3 separate regions of the Sus scrofa genome follow, and all the other regions are linked to region 3. Evidence: chromatin contacts called from public HiChIP or PLAC-seq data. All regions are on one chromosome and are shown on one strand. The core of a region is the stretch at or near the end of the contact, and the rest is flanking DNA. Distances in the headings are between cores, read along the strand shown. Region 1 holds the start of FPGT (fucose-1-phosphate guanylyltransferase). Region 2 holds the start of RABGGTB (Rab geranylgeranyltransferase beta subunit). Region 3 holds the start of CRYZ (crystallin zeta).

Region 1 (3,731 bases), core at 302-2,801, 510 kb after region 3:
TATTGCAACAATATCCCAGAATTCTCCAGCTGCCACAGGTTTGCCTATGTGGAAGAAGCAAGGAAATGGTAAATATTATCAGAATTCTCTAGCTGTTGCAGGTTTACCTATTTGGAAAGAGGGAGAAAAGAGGTAACAATCTCTCTGTAAATGTATCTTCTGCTTTTGAAATTAGGGAATAATGAGTGGCCACCTAATAAGATTCATAGTTCTGCTAAGAATTATTCACAAACTCTAGGGTTTTTGTTTTGTTTTTTTCTCCTTTAGATTACTTGCTCCTTTTACGGTCTTAGTGCCATTTTTTTAGATTTTCTGAAAGTTGTAATGTTTCTTGTCTAAGAGAAGTAGTTTAACTTGTCAAAGATGAACTCAATTCTTAAATAAAAAGAGGAAACAAAGGAATAAATGAATCTCAAGCTTTGAAAATCATTTTTCACAACAAGGACCACTTAATGTTTGTTGGCTGAGAAAGATTAAACCCAAGGATCCATTTCTACAATGCTGCTGTTTATAAATGTGGGTATTTTATTTTTTATTACCTTAAGATGAGTCATGCAAGTTTACAAAGGCTACTAGAGAATGACACCAAATTCTGGATAACAGAAAAGTTCCTAACTCCCTAATGAACACATTAAAAGACAGAATGAACTTTCGGTTGACAGTTGCAAGCTCTTCTTGATAAACGAGATGAATAAAGTTTTTTATTAGTTAACAAATAAGAACTTGTTAATCTGATGTTCCTAAACCTTTTACCATCATCAAGTATTATTTCCTCTATTTTTAAGGTAGTAACGTCAAGAAAAATATAACCAATTAGAAAGTTGTACAAGAAACAAGTGGTACAGTCTTAATTTTTTTTGCAACAAATTTACCCCTTTTAATTTTTAATTCTTAATTTCTCCATATTGTTTCATTTTTCACTTTGTAAGTGTTCACATTATGGAGCAAACTGGTTAAGTAGGTAGGGGGTGGAAGATAGTTACAATCAGATTTGTAAGGGTTAAAACACAATGTTTCCTGTCTTTTAGGTTTATTTAAAATAGCTTTTTGTTTTTAATGAACTAAACAAGTGAGTAACTTGGATTTATAACTTCACTAGTTAGAATATTGTTTTTCTTCTCCCTCCTCCCTTTTAAATACGCATATATACATATACACACATATACATATATACATATACACACATATATGTATATACGATTAGCATAAACATGAAGAAAGTAACATTAGGTATCACAGTGGTAGAAGTACAGTGATAGAAGAATAAAAATCTCAGTAGGAGGCTTAGCTAAGCCGGCACCAGCGCCCTAGGCCCGCAAAAGGAAGTGCTAGTCCAGCAAATATCCCAGCACGAAAAGCACCCTCCCTGTTCTTTGCCGAGGAGAGCTGGGGTTCCTTCTTTGGTACCTCTCAGCTCTGAAAATCTCCGCAACCTTCGCTGGGTGGCTTCTTGCAAAGATACGCCTAAAGGGGCACTTGCGGCTGCCATAGCTCACTCCCCGCAAAACTGCTGAAGACTTCCAGGTATCCCGCAGCCCAACACCGCACGCATGCGTCCTGGAACGTAACCGCGTCTTTGGTCCGGTTTCGCCTCTGTCCCGCCCCCTACGTGCGTCTCTCACGTAACCACGCCCCCGAAGCTCTCTGGCCTACCTGGGGAAAAAACAAGACCCGGCGAGCCCGAAGGTTTGCCTTGTTACCCTAGCAACGGTGTCTGGAACGGATAGATGGCCACCTAGCGATTTGTCCGAACTTGTGGGGTCTGGGCCGCTTGTTCCCAACTTTTAAGGCCTTGCAGCCCTGAAGACCCGGTGAGTGGTTCCGGCCGGGCGACGAAATTGCGAGAACTGATCCACTTAAGGAGAGGTCGAAATTACACCCCAGCTGCTAGCGTTCTCTCAAAAGAGATTCGTCCTTTGAAACGCTTGGTTTGTTTTAACCAGGAGCAGTTCCCAAGGACCTCTTGACAGTTAATTTCTGCCTCCTGGGTCGTCTTATGAAGTCATCTGCAGCAACCCCAGTTCCAGTTACACAGTCAGAACTTTTAAAATCTGTATTTCAGGAACCATAGCTTTGTGGCTTCTCTTCCCTTGCTGTTACTAAAGAGTAAGCCTCTCTACCTCTCTCAGTTTTAAGATCACTTAATAGGCTTTGAGAAGTTGTGTAAAATTTTGCAGTCAGGCCCTTATACTTTGTGAGATTTTGGTTGTTTCTCTGGCATCCTTTTGTATACAGAGGTTAATCTAGAACTTTCCATAGCATTTGGAGGAATAGTCAGCCCTATTGGATGTTTTTGGTAGCTATAAATAGGTACATTTCTTCTCTTGTAAAGCATCAAGTTTATGATGATTTTCACAGGTTATTCTAGTCATCTTTGCACATAAGAGAGCTATGAATCAGAGGATAGTGACATAGTCAAGGTTTCACAATTAGTAAGTAGTAGAGGGAAAATTTAAACAAGGTATTCCAAACTCAGAAATCATTCTCCCACACAATACAATTTAGCTTATTTGAAAAACTTGTCTTCATTAAAGTTTTCATTAGGAACATAGGCATTCAAGTCCTTAACAAGTTCTTACCATGAACTTAACTTAGTTTTTTCTTCTAAAGACTTTGGTATTTAATTCTGTACTTAGAAAGCATTTGAGGTAAAAGAGAGATTACTCTCATAGTTTTATTGTTTAAAAGCTTCTTTTTTGTTAATAAAACTTTAAAAAACCAAACATTATTAAGAACACTTGGAAAATATAGAAGAGGAGTGAAAAAAAGGGAAAGTATTAAGAGAAAAGGTGGGGGAGATGACAACAGCCTAAAGAAAGGATTTTTTTTTTCTCCTAATTGAAACAAAGCCATTGCAGGGTTTTTAGGTATCTTCCCTTGTGTTTGAAAGGAGCTCACAGAAATGTACAAATAGACTGTAGTGGAGGGCAGAGCAAGGATGGAAATAGGGAGAATGGATTGGAGGCTATAGCAGCTGCCAAATAGGTGAGAGTGGTGAAGCCTTGGCCAGGATGCTAACAGTGAGGGTGAGAAGTTGGTTAGAGTCTGGATATATGTCTGAAGGCATAATTAATACCATTTGCTAATGGAGTGGCTGTGGAATGTGAAGGAAAGAGAGGAGTTAAGGATAACTTTCTGAAGTATAGAGAGGCCATTAATTGAGATACGGAGAGAGGGACAGTTATTGAGTTAGTAGGGAGAGTCCAGAAATTTGGTTTGAGATGTGTTGAATAAACAGATGTACATGTATGCAGGGCATATGTAATGGGCGTTTGTTTGTATATGTGTTTGTTTGCATTATAGGGGAGCCTGGAGTTTGTGAGACAGGTCTGGGCTGGAGATCTAGTTTTAGGAATTGTCAGCATATGGAATTAATTTTTAAACTATGAAACTAGATGAGATCTTTAGGAAAGAATGGTCAGTAGAGCCTATAATCTTATGGGGTTGTACGTACTAATGAGCTAAAGTAAGTATTGAAAAAGGTAACAAATAAGAAAAACTTCAGGTAGTGCTAAGAACTGTGATGGACTAAAATAGGGTGATGTAATAGACTCTATCAGATTGTTAAAAGTATGCTGGAGCATTTCTTGGACCTGGGAAGGTTTACTGTAAAAATGGATGTTATTTTTTTTTTATATTATATTACATAAAATGTGCTGGGTGTAAATATACTATATCAGCTATTTTTTTTTTTTTGCCATTGTGTCTTTTCTGTTTTCATCAGATTTTCA
Region 2 (3,895 bases), core at 10-2,509, 900 kb before region 3:
CCAAGGCACTAAAGTCCTTCATAAAGATCCAAGTATTTTTCAGGTCTCAGAGTAATTCTAGAGCTAAAGTAGTACTAATCAACTTTAGATTCAGAATACATGCCAGCTCATCATCGACCCAAAAATACTACCTTCATCTGTCTTTATCTTTCACACAGAACACCAAAATAAAATAAAAATCTATTTATTCCATAATTTGAGTTAAGTGCTTTAATGAAGTTTAACTCTAGAAATTGTATAAATTCTGGGAACTTCGAAGCACCTTCCATATACCTCAAAGGTTATTTATCAAGGAAGCAGTCCCTTTAGACTCACCTTCTCCAGCTTTAGCCTGTTTCCCCAAATGCAACAAGTCCCCAAGGGACGAGAATGCTGCTCTAGTTATCCACATTTCTGATCTATATCTAAGACTGTACTTTACTGTTTTATTTGAAGTAGGTCACAACAGTTATCAATAATAAAATAGTGAATTTCTCAGAGTTCCCGTTGTGGCTCAGCAGAAAGAATCCAACTAGCATCCATGAGGATGTGGGTTCGATCTCTGGCCTTCCTCATTGGGTTAGGGATCAGGCACTGCTCCGAGTTGTGTAGGTCGCAGATTAGGCCTGGATCCCACATTGCTGTGGCTGTATCATAAGCCAGCAGCTACAGTTCTGATTGGACCCCTAGCCTGGTAACTTTCCTATGCCATGGATGCAGCCCTAAAAAGAAAACAAAACAAAACAAAAAAATAATAGTCAATTTCTTGTCTAGCCCATTGCCCATTAAAATTTACTAGGTCAACAAGATCGTACCGCTAATCATTCTAAAGATCTTAAATAATTCTTTTTTAATTTTATTACTCCATTTATTACATTGGATAATAATTCTAACGCATACATATATATATATATATATATATGCTTCAACCTACATATAGAAGGAAAAAGGTACTACCGACTTGCCCAGTTTTTAGGAGGAAATTAAGAAATCCGGTTGTTGAACCAGGAGGCCCGACCGATAGCAGGAAGTCTGAATAAAATCAGAGGCGGCAACGACGCATGCAAGGCCTGCAGAAAACGCTGAATAATACTTCACCCTCTCTCCCGCTCTCAAAAATACTCCCAAGACCTCTATCTTAACGCGACCATTCTCCAATATTTAGTAAACAACCCACCGGTGACTAAAATGCTTAATATCACCCTTCCCAGGCTCCTCCCGAGCCATCCGGACAGCAATGCAATACACGTCCACACTCACCATGTCTGACAGCGAAAAGAGAACTTGGCTCTTTCGTGGGCGGATTTAGGCAGCACGCGCCTGCCCAGAAGCGTCTCTCAGGTCCCCTCCGCGCCCAGACTTAGGTGACCACATTCCCGCCTGAAGGAAAGAGGGATCCCGAGGCTGCTCTAGGACCCCATCGGCTGCTCATGGCTGTCCTCGCTGCCTGTGCTTAAAGTCTCTAAGCCCGTTTTCTTGTCCCTTAAACACCGCCGTTTTATCTAAAACTGTTTTAAGTAATGTTTAAATATCTGCATAACTTTTAAGAAATCGTTTATTGTTGAGGATCTTTGAAATGCCTGGTAATAAATAGAGTTGCACCGTAATTACGTGTGCAATAAATATTCACATTCAGCTCTTATTAGCTAACTCTCACCTACTCCCTCCTCTTTCAGGAAGTTCTAATATTTGCAATATTTGGAGATTGTTTTTGAAAAGGAAACACCGTTATGCTTCTTATAAGCTTTCCATCGAATTCAGCTTTGCTAGGTGTGTTAATGCAGCTATTTGTAACTGTGCTTTCTTAGGACTTTAATCCTTAAAAGTATTTTGAGCACCTACCAGAAAATACTGGCACCTACTCTTAAATTTTTTTTTTTTTCAGGAGTTCCCATCATGGCGAAGCAGAAACAAACCCAACTAGGAACCACGAGGTTGTGGATTATATGCCTGGCTTCGCTCAGTGGGTTAAGGATCCAGCGTTGCCTCCACTGGAGGTGTGGTGTAGGTCGCAGACCTTGCTCCGCTGGGATCTGGCTTGCCTGTGGCGTAGGCTGGCAGCTATGGCTCCAATTAGACCCCTAACGTGGGAACGTCCATATGCCAAGGGTGTGGCCCTCAAAAGACGAAAAAAAAAAACCTGAAAAGTAAGAATTTGGGGAAGAATTCCTTACGCAGAGATATGTGTGAGCTATCAATAACTGAGAAAATATTGAATCCACTATGATGATAGATTTCATTATTTCTCTCTTAGTTCAATTGCTATCCCCAGGTATAGTTTGAGGCTAGGATAACATGTATTACTAAATGCATGTTAAGTTTAGAACTATCTATTTCTGGTGAGTCAAGCCACTTATCATTAAGTGATGATGTTTCTAGCCCTAATAATTTTTATCTTAAAAATTATTCCTTGGGAGTTCCCGTCATGGCTCAGTGGAACCATGAAGTTGTGGGTTTGATCCCTGGCCTCGCTCAGTGGGTTGAGGATCCGGCATTGCCGTGAGCTGTGGTGTAGACTGCAGACATGGCTCAGATCTTGCACTGCTGTGGCTCTGGCCTAGGCCTGAAGCTACAGCTTGGATTCGACCCCTAGCCTAGGAACCTCCATATGCTGTCAGTGTGGCCCCAGAAAAGACCCCTCCCCCCAGAAAAATTCTTCTTTGGAGTTCCTGTCGTGGCTCAGTGGTTAACAAACCTGTCTACTATCTGTGGGTTCACAGGTTTGATCCCTGGCCTTGCTCAGTGTGTTAAGGATCCTGCATTGCTGTGAGCTGTGGTGTAGGTCACAGATGTGGCTTGGATCTGACATTGCTGTGGCTGTGGTGTAGACCAGCAGTTACACCTCCAATTGGACCCTAGCACCACATGCTGCAGGTGCAACCCTGAATAGACAAAAGACCACAAAAAGTCTTCCTTGAAAGTTCCTTTATGGCACAGCAGGTTAAGGATCTGGCCTTGTCACTGCAGCAGTTTGAGTCCCCGCTCCAGTGTGGGTTTGGTCCCTGGCCCAGAAATTTCTATATGCCATGGGCACAACCAAAAAAAAAAAAAAAAAAGTCTATCTTGTTAAATGGTGCTGCCAAAAAATCAATCACTCAATCTGAGAAAGATATCAATCTGAGAAAGATATGGAATTTTTTATTAGAGTTAAATTTGAGATGTTATAACTTGGGAAGAGCAACTTGGAAATCTCTGAGAGCTGTTCTGCCCACAGTCAAAGCACAGTTAAATGCTGGTTTTCTGTGGGTTTTTTTTTCTTTTTAGGTCCATACCTGTAGAAGGGCCATATGGAAGTTTCCAGGCTAGGGGTCAAATCTGAGCTACCTACACCACAGCTCCTGGCAATGCCGGATCCTTAAGCCACTGAGCAAGGCCAGGGACCAAACCTGTGTCCTCATGGATACTAGTCAGTTTCCTTTCTGCTGAGCCATAACTGGAATTCTTCTAAGAAGTTAATCATGTTAATGCTAGGTTGATTGATTTTGGCCTCAGGCTGGGCTTGCAGATTTCCCTGGCCAGGGCTCTAATCCAAACCACAGCTATAGCCAGAGACTTAGCAGTGACAAGGCCAATTTTTTTTAGCCCTCTGAACCAGGAAGGAGCTATAAGGATGCTGCTATTTATTGCCGCTGATGAGGAATGTTTTGTCCGTACGTAATTCAGATACACAATGCACATTGCAGGGAAGAGGAGACCACAGGGCAGAGATTTTTTTTTTTTATGTTTAAATATTTACTGTCTTGCCACAAAATATGAATTTTATTTCACAATAGTAATGTAAGTCCCCCAGCTTTCTTTTACCTCTAAATCAGATGAGGGGGAAGTGTTGTGGAGTGAGAGGAACCAAGGGAGAGAGAGAGAGAGAAAAAAAAAAAATTCAAACCTGGAAAAAGCAACACTCAAAATAAGAATAACA
Region 3 (3,647 bases), core at 326-2,825:
CTAAGTAAGACAGGACAGTAGAAATGGGGGAAAACAGAGAGCAAGCTGAGCAGGAGTGCTCAGGAGGAAGCCATATAAGAATGAACAACAGGCTGGTAACCTGGGAAACCATCAAATGATCTGTCAGCGAGAGATTGAAAGAATGGGTTTATGAGTGTGCTGTCTTTCATGCTCTGAATTCAATCCTAATGTTAAAATTAACACACAGCTAACTTTTATAGTGCAGTTAATATGCCAGGCACGATGCGAAAGGTTTCAAATAAATTACCCCATTTCCTCTACATAAAATCCCTATGAAGTGGATACTCTTTATTATTCTTAGTTCATGGAACAGGAAGGGCCTATGTTTAGATAATTTCCCTAAATTCACATAGCCAGTAATTCGCATAACTGGTTTAGAATCTAGCAGTATCACTCGAAAGCCTGAGGGACTAACCACTATCTCAGACTATATACTACTGTACGCTTCAGGTAAGGTAAAAATTACCAGAGCTGTAACAACGGAGTGAACCACTAGGAGGCAGCCAGCTTCTTAATCAAGACAAACTACAAAAAGTTCACAATGATTTTGTTGAGCGGTTGACAAGAAGACAGACGCCTTGCCAAGCTGTAAAGTTTTAAAATTCCCTTAGTATTCCTCTAACTTTTGCAATCTAGAGCATCCCCAGGCCAACAGTTCCAGCATCACCTGGGGGCTTGTTAGAAATGCAGATTAGGCCCTTCCTAAACCTACTGAACCAGAATGTATTTTTAAATATCTCCAAGTGATTAAAAGACACATTAAAATGTTAGAAACACTGGTCTAAGTAACCCTCTCGTTTGCCTTGATAAAGAAACCAAGAAATTGCAATTGTGGAGCAGCGGAAACGAACCCCACTAGTATCCACGAGAATGCGGGTTCATCCCTGGCCTCTCTAGGTGGTGGGGATCCATAGTTGCAGTGAGCTGCGGTGTAGGTGGCAGACGCGGCCCGGATCTAGTGTTGCTGCGGCTGTGGTGTAGGCCGGCAGCTGCAGCTCCGATTTGACCCCTACCCTGGGAATTTCCGTATACCGCGAGAGCGATCCTAAAAAGCGGTGTGTGTGTGGGGGGGGGGTGGTGACCGAGACCACGAATCAGAAGGACAAAGCCAAACAAAGTGTTACACTGAGTAGGCACGGGGCTCCCGGTTTTGCACACTACAAGGCAGCCGCTGCAAAGACATCAAGAAGGGTCCTCACCTGCTCTAGAAGGATGATGCGGCCAGCGCAGGAACTGGTAGTGAAAAACTGTTCTCGACCATTCAGGAGCTGCACGATCTCTACCACATCCTCGTCCACACAGCCCTTCCGGCTGAAGTCCGCTTTGCTTAGACACTGCGCCTTCCATCTCTTGAACTCTGCCCTCCGATCCATACGACGAGAGAGCTAGGGTCTGTACTTTCACGTTAGCCTAGCCTTTCCCTGGGTGCAGCCATATTGTAGCAGCCAGTGGTGGCCGAAAAGGTCCAAACTACCTTTTCGGGCCCGCCCCTGGGGGCGGGGCGAGGTGGAGCCTGAAATCACAGCGCCGGCCGGGCCCGCCCCTTTCCCGCCTGACATCTGAGGGAATTGTCGCAAGTTTTGGTTTCTCACTCTAGACCCGGGTAAGTGGTTAAAGGAGTTTCCCCGCCGCTGGTCCTAAAGGAGCCGAGCTGAATTTTGACTGCACTCCTGCCCCGTATTCCGTCTTCCAGGGGAATCGGTGAATATGGAGTTGGTGGCTAAAGTCGTTCCCTTCCAGGGGCTGCAAGTCACCAAGGCAGTTTTACTTGCTGGTCCTGGGGGCTCAGCTTTACTTTCCAGCAAGGGTCATCGTTTCCGCCCCACTGCTGGGTGCCCGTTGATACTCCCCCGGCCTGCTCCCCGCTTGACTTCCCTGCACCCCTGCCCGGGCTGTGATTTCCTGCGGCCGCGCGCGGCCGCTGTGGCCCCCAGCCCACCGCCAGCTGGAGGAGCCCATTTCTCCTTTCGAGTTCCCATTGCTTTTCTGTCAGGCCTTTGCTCTTGCTTTGCTTTCAGAGTTGCCGTCTTACTTTTGGAGAGAAATGTGTTGATTTTTTTCACCACCACCCTCGTGGCCCCCAACGGGGAGGATCTTCAGAAGAATTAAAATTACATAATACTCTGTTAACATCGTTAAATATTAAACCAGTTCTTAGAGAAGACTTATCTCAGAGACCAAGGAAGGTGTGTTAATGATTGAACCACTTCAAGGCTAAAGTTTGCACTGTTTGTCCTCAGCAAGTGGAAATGGTTGCGTGATTCCCACCCGAAGCCACTGGGAAGCGCCACGCCTGTCTGGTCAGCAGAAATAAATTCCCCTGAGCTCTGCTCCCCCAGCTCTGCCAGTTGCAGAAGTCTTTTCATCAGAATACCTGGAGGGGTTTCGAATAATTATCTATTCAGCTCCTCCTCCACCCCTTCCTATCTGAAGTAGGGTCTGAGATCCAGGTCAGTGAAGTTACCTGACAAGGTCACCTAGCCAGAAGAGTTTTGTCTACTTTTAATTTTTTTCTAGGTTAAGACTAATAAATAATATACATACCCAAGTAATTCTTAATCAACAGAGGCACATTTTGTAATGATTGATTTTTCTTTACAAGTTTTTTTTTTTGCTAGATATTCTGATTTAAGTGTTATTTAAGAATTTCTTTTGCTTTTCTCATAATGTGCTTTTGCTTCAGCTTTGTGAACTGATCTGTTCATTCTGTGTTAAAATGGATTTCCAACAATTTCCGCTCCCTTTAATTTTCATTTAAGCATAGCTTGGAAGAGACCACTGAGAACAAATTTTAAATTCTGTTTTTCCTCCATTTGCAAAGTATGCTTGGCAACCTTCCATAGATGAAAAGTAAAACCAAACGTTAAACCAAGGTGCTGTAAATAATTCTTTATATTTGATAAATAGAAAAACCCATTTCAAGTTGAGCTTAATTAAAAACACACACACAGTGTGACAAGCGTGCTACTGACTGCACATGATTTATTCTGAAGAGTAGAGCTTAGAGCAGCCAGGCTGTTCTGAAGCACTCACCATGTGCTGTTGCAGTTAGTCTTCACAGGGATCCTCTGCTAGGGAGTGTTGGCCCCATTTTACAGATAAGGTAATTGTCAGTTTTCCTAATGGAATCACATCCTGTGTATCACTAGTAGATCCCTTAATTTATGGGCATTTGAAAATTTTCAGGGAGTTTCCATGATGGCTCGGTGGTAACAAACCCAACTAGTATCCATGAAGATGTGGGTTTGATCCCTGGCCTCGCTCAGTGGGTTAAGGATCCAGCATTGCTGTGAGCTGTGGTGTAGGTCACAAATGTGGCTTGGATCCTGCCTACACTGCTGTGGCTTTGCTGTAGGCCGCCAGCTACAGCTCTGATTTGACCCCTAGCTTGGGTACTTCCATATGCTACAGGTGCTGCCCTAAAAAGCTCAGTCCATCTCATTATCATTGTTACAAATTATGTATCTAAGAAATTAAAGGTCCTCAATGCCAGTATTTCAAAAGGTGAGATAAAAAGGATTGTACAGTAAAGGAAAAAAATACCTAACAACATTTAAGATGTGGGACTTGGGTTCCTACTCTGCTTCAGTGTGTCCCTGGTAAGTCTTTTTAACCCCTTGAATATT

The links. HiChIP or PLAC-seq counts read pairs in DNA pulled down with a chosen protein or histone mark.
Region 1: a contact with region 3 is called in an H3K27ac HiChIP or PLAC-seq map of alveolar macrophages. The contact joins the promoter of FPGT here to the promoter of CRYZ in region 3. A contact is called at or near these places in 1 of 5 promoter capture datasets (liver), 1 of 47 Hi-C or Micro-C datasets (skeletal muscle) and 1 of 2 datasets of contacts at active chromatin or transcription factors (alveolar macrophages).
Region 2: a contact with region 3 is called in an H3K27ac HiChIP or PLAC-seq map of alveolar macrophages. The contact joins the promoter of RABGGTB here to the promoter of CRYZ in region 3. A contact is called at or near these places in 1 of 5 promoter capture datasets (liver), 1 of 47 Hi-C or Micro-C datasets (heart right ventricle) and 1 of 2 datasets of contacts at active chromatin or transcription factors (alveolar macrophages).

What each region holds. Positions count from the first base shown.
Region 1 is chr6:138,948,789-138,952,519 of Sscrofa11.1, forward strand. It overlaps FPGT (fucose-1-phosphate guanylyltransferase), which reads right to left and starts at 1,552. Exons shown (of 4, transcript NM_001204852.1): 1 at 1,408-1,552; 2 at 1-44. The coding sequence starts at 1,489. LRRIQ3 (leucine-rich repeat and IQ domain-containing protein 3) reads left to right here and starts at 1,497. Exons shown (of 6, transcript XM_021096482.1): 1 at 1,497-1,811.
Region 2 is chr6:137,532,873-137,536,767 of Sscrofa11.1, forward strand. It overlaps RABGGTB (Rab geranylgeranyltransferase beta subunit), which reads right to left and starts at 1,260. Exons shown (of 11, transcript NR_145513.1): 1 at 1,240-1,260.
Region 3 is chr6:138,433,830-138,437,476 of Sscrofa11.1, forward strand. CRYZ (crystallin zeta) reads left to right here and starts at 1,576. Exons shown (of 10, transcript NM_001044584.1): 1 at 1,576-1,624. TYW3 (tRNA-yW synthesizing protein 3 homolog) reads right to left here and starts at 1,466. Exons shown (of 6, transcript NM_001044583.1): 1 at 1,221-1,466. The coding sequence starts at 1,394.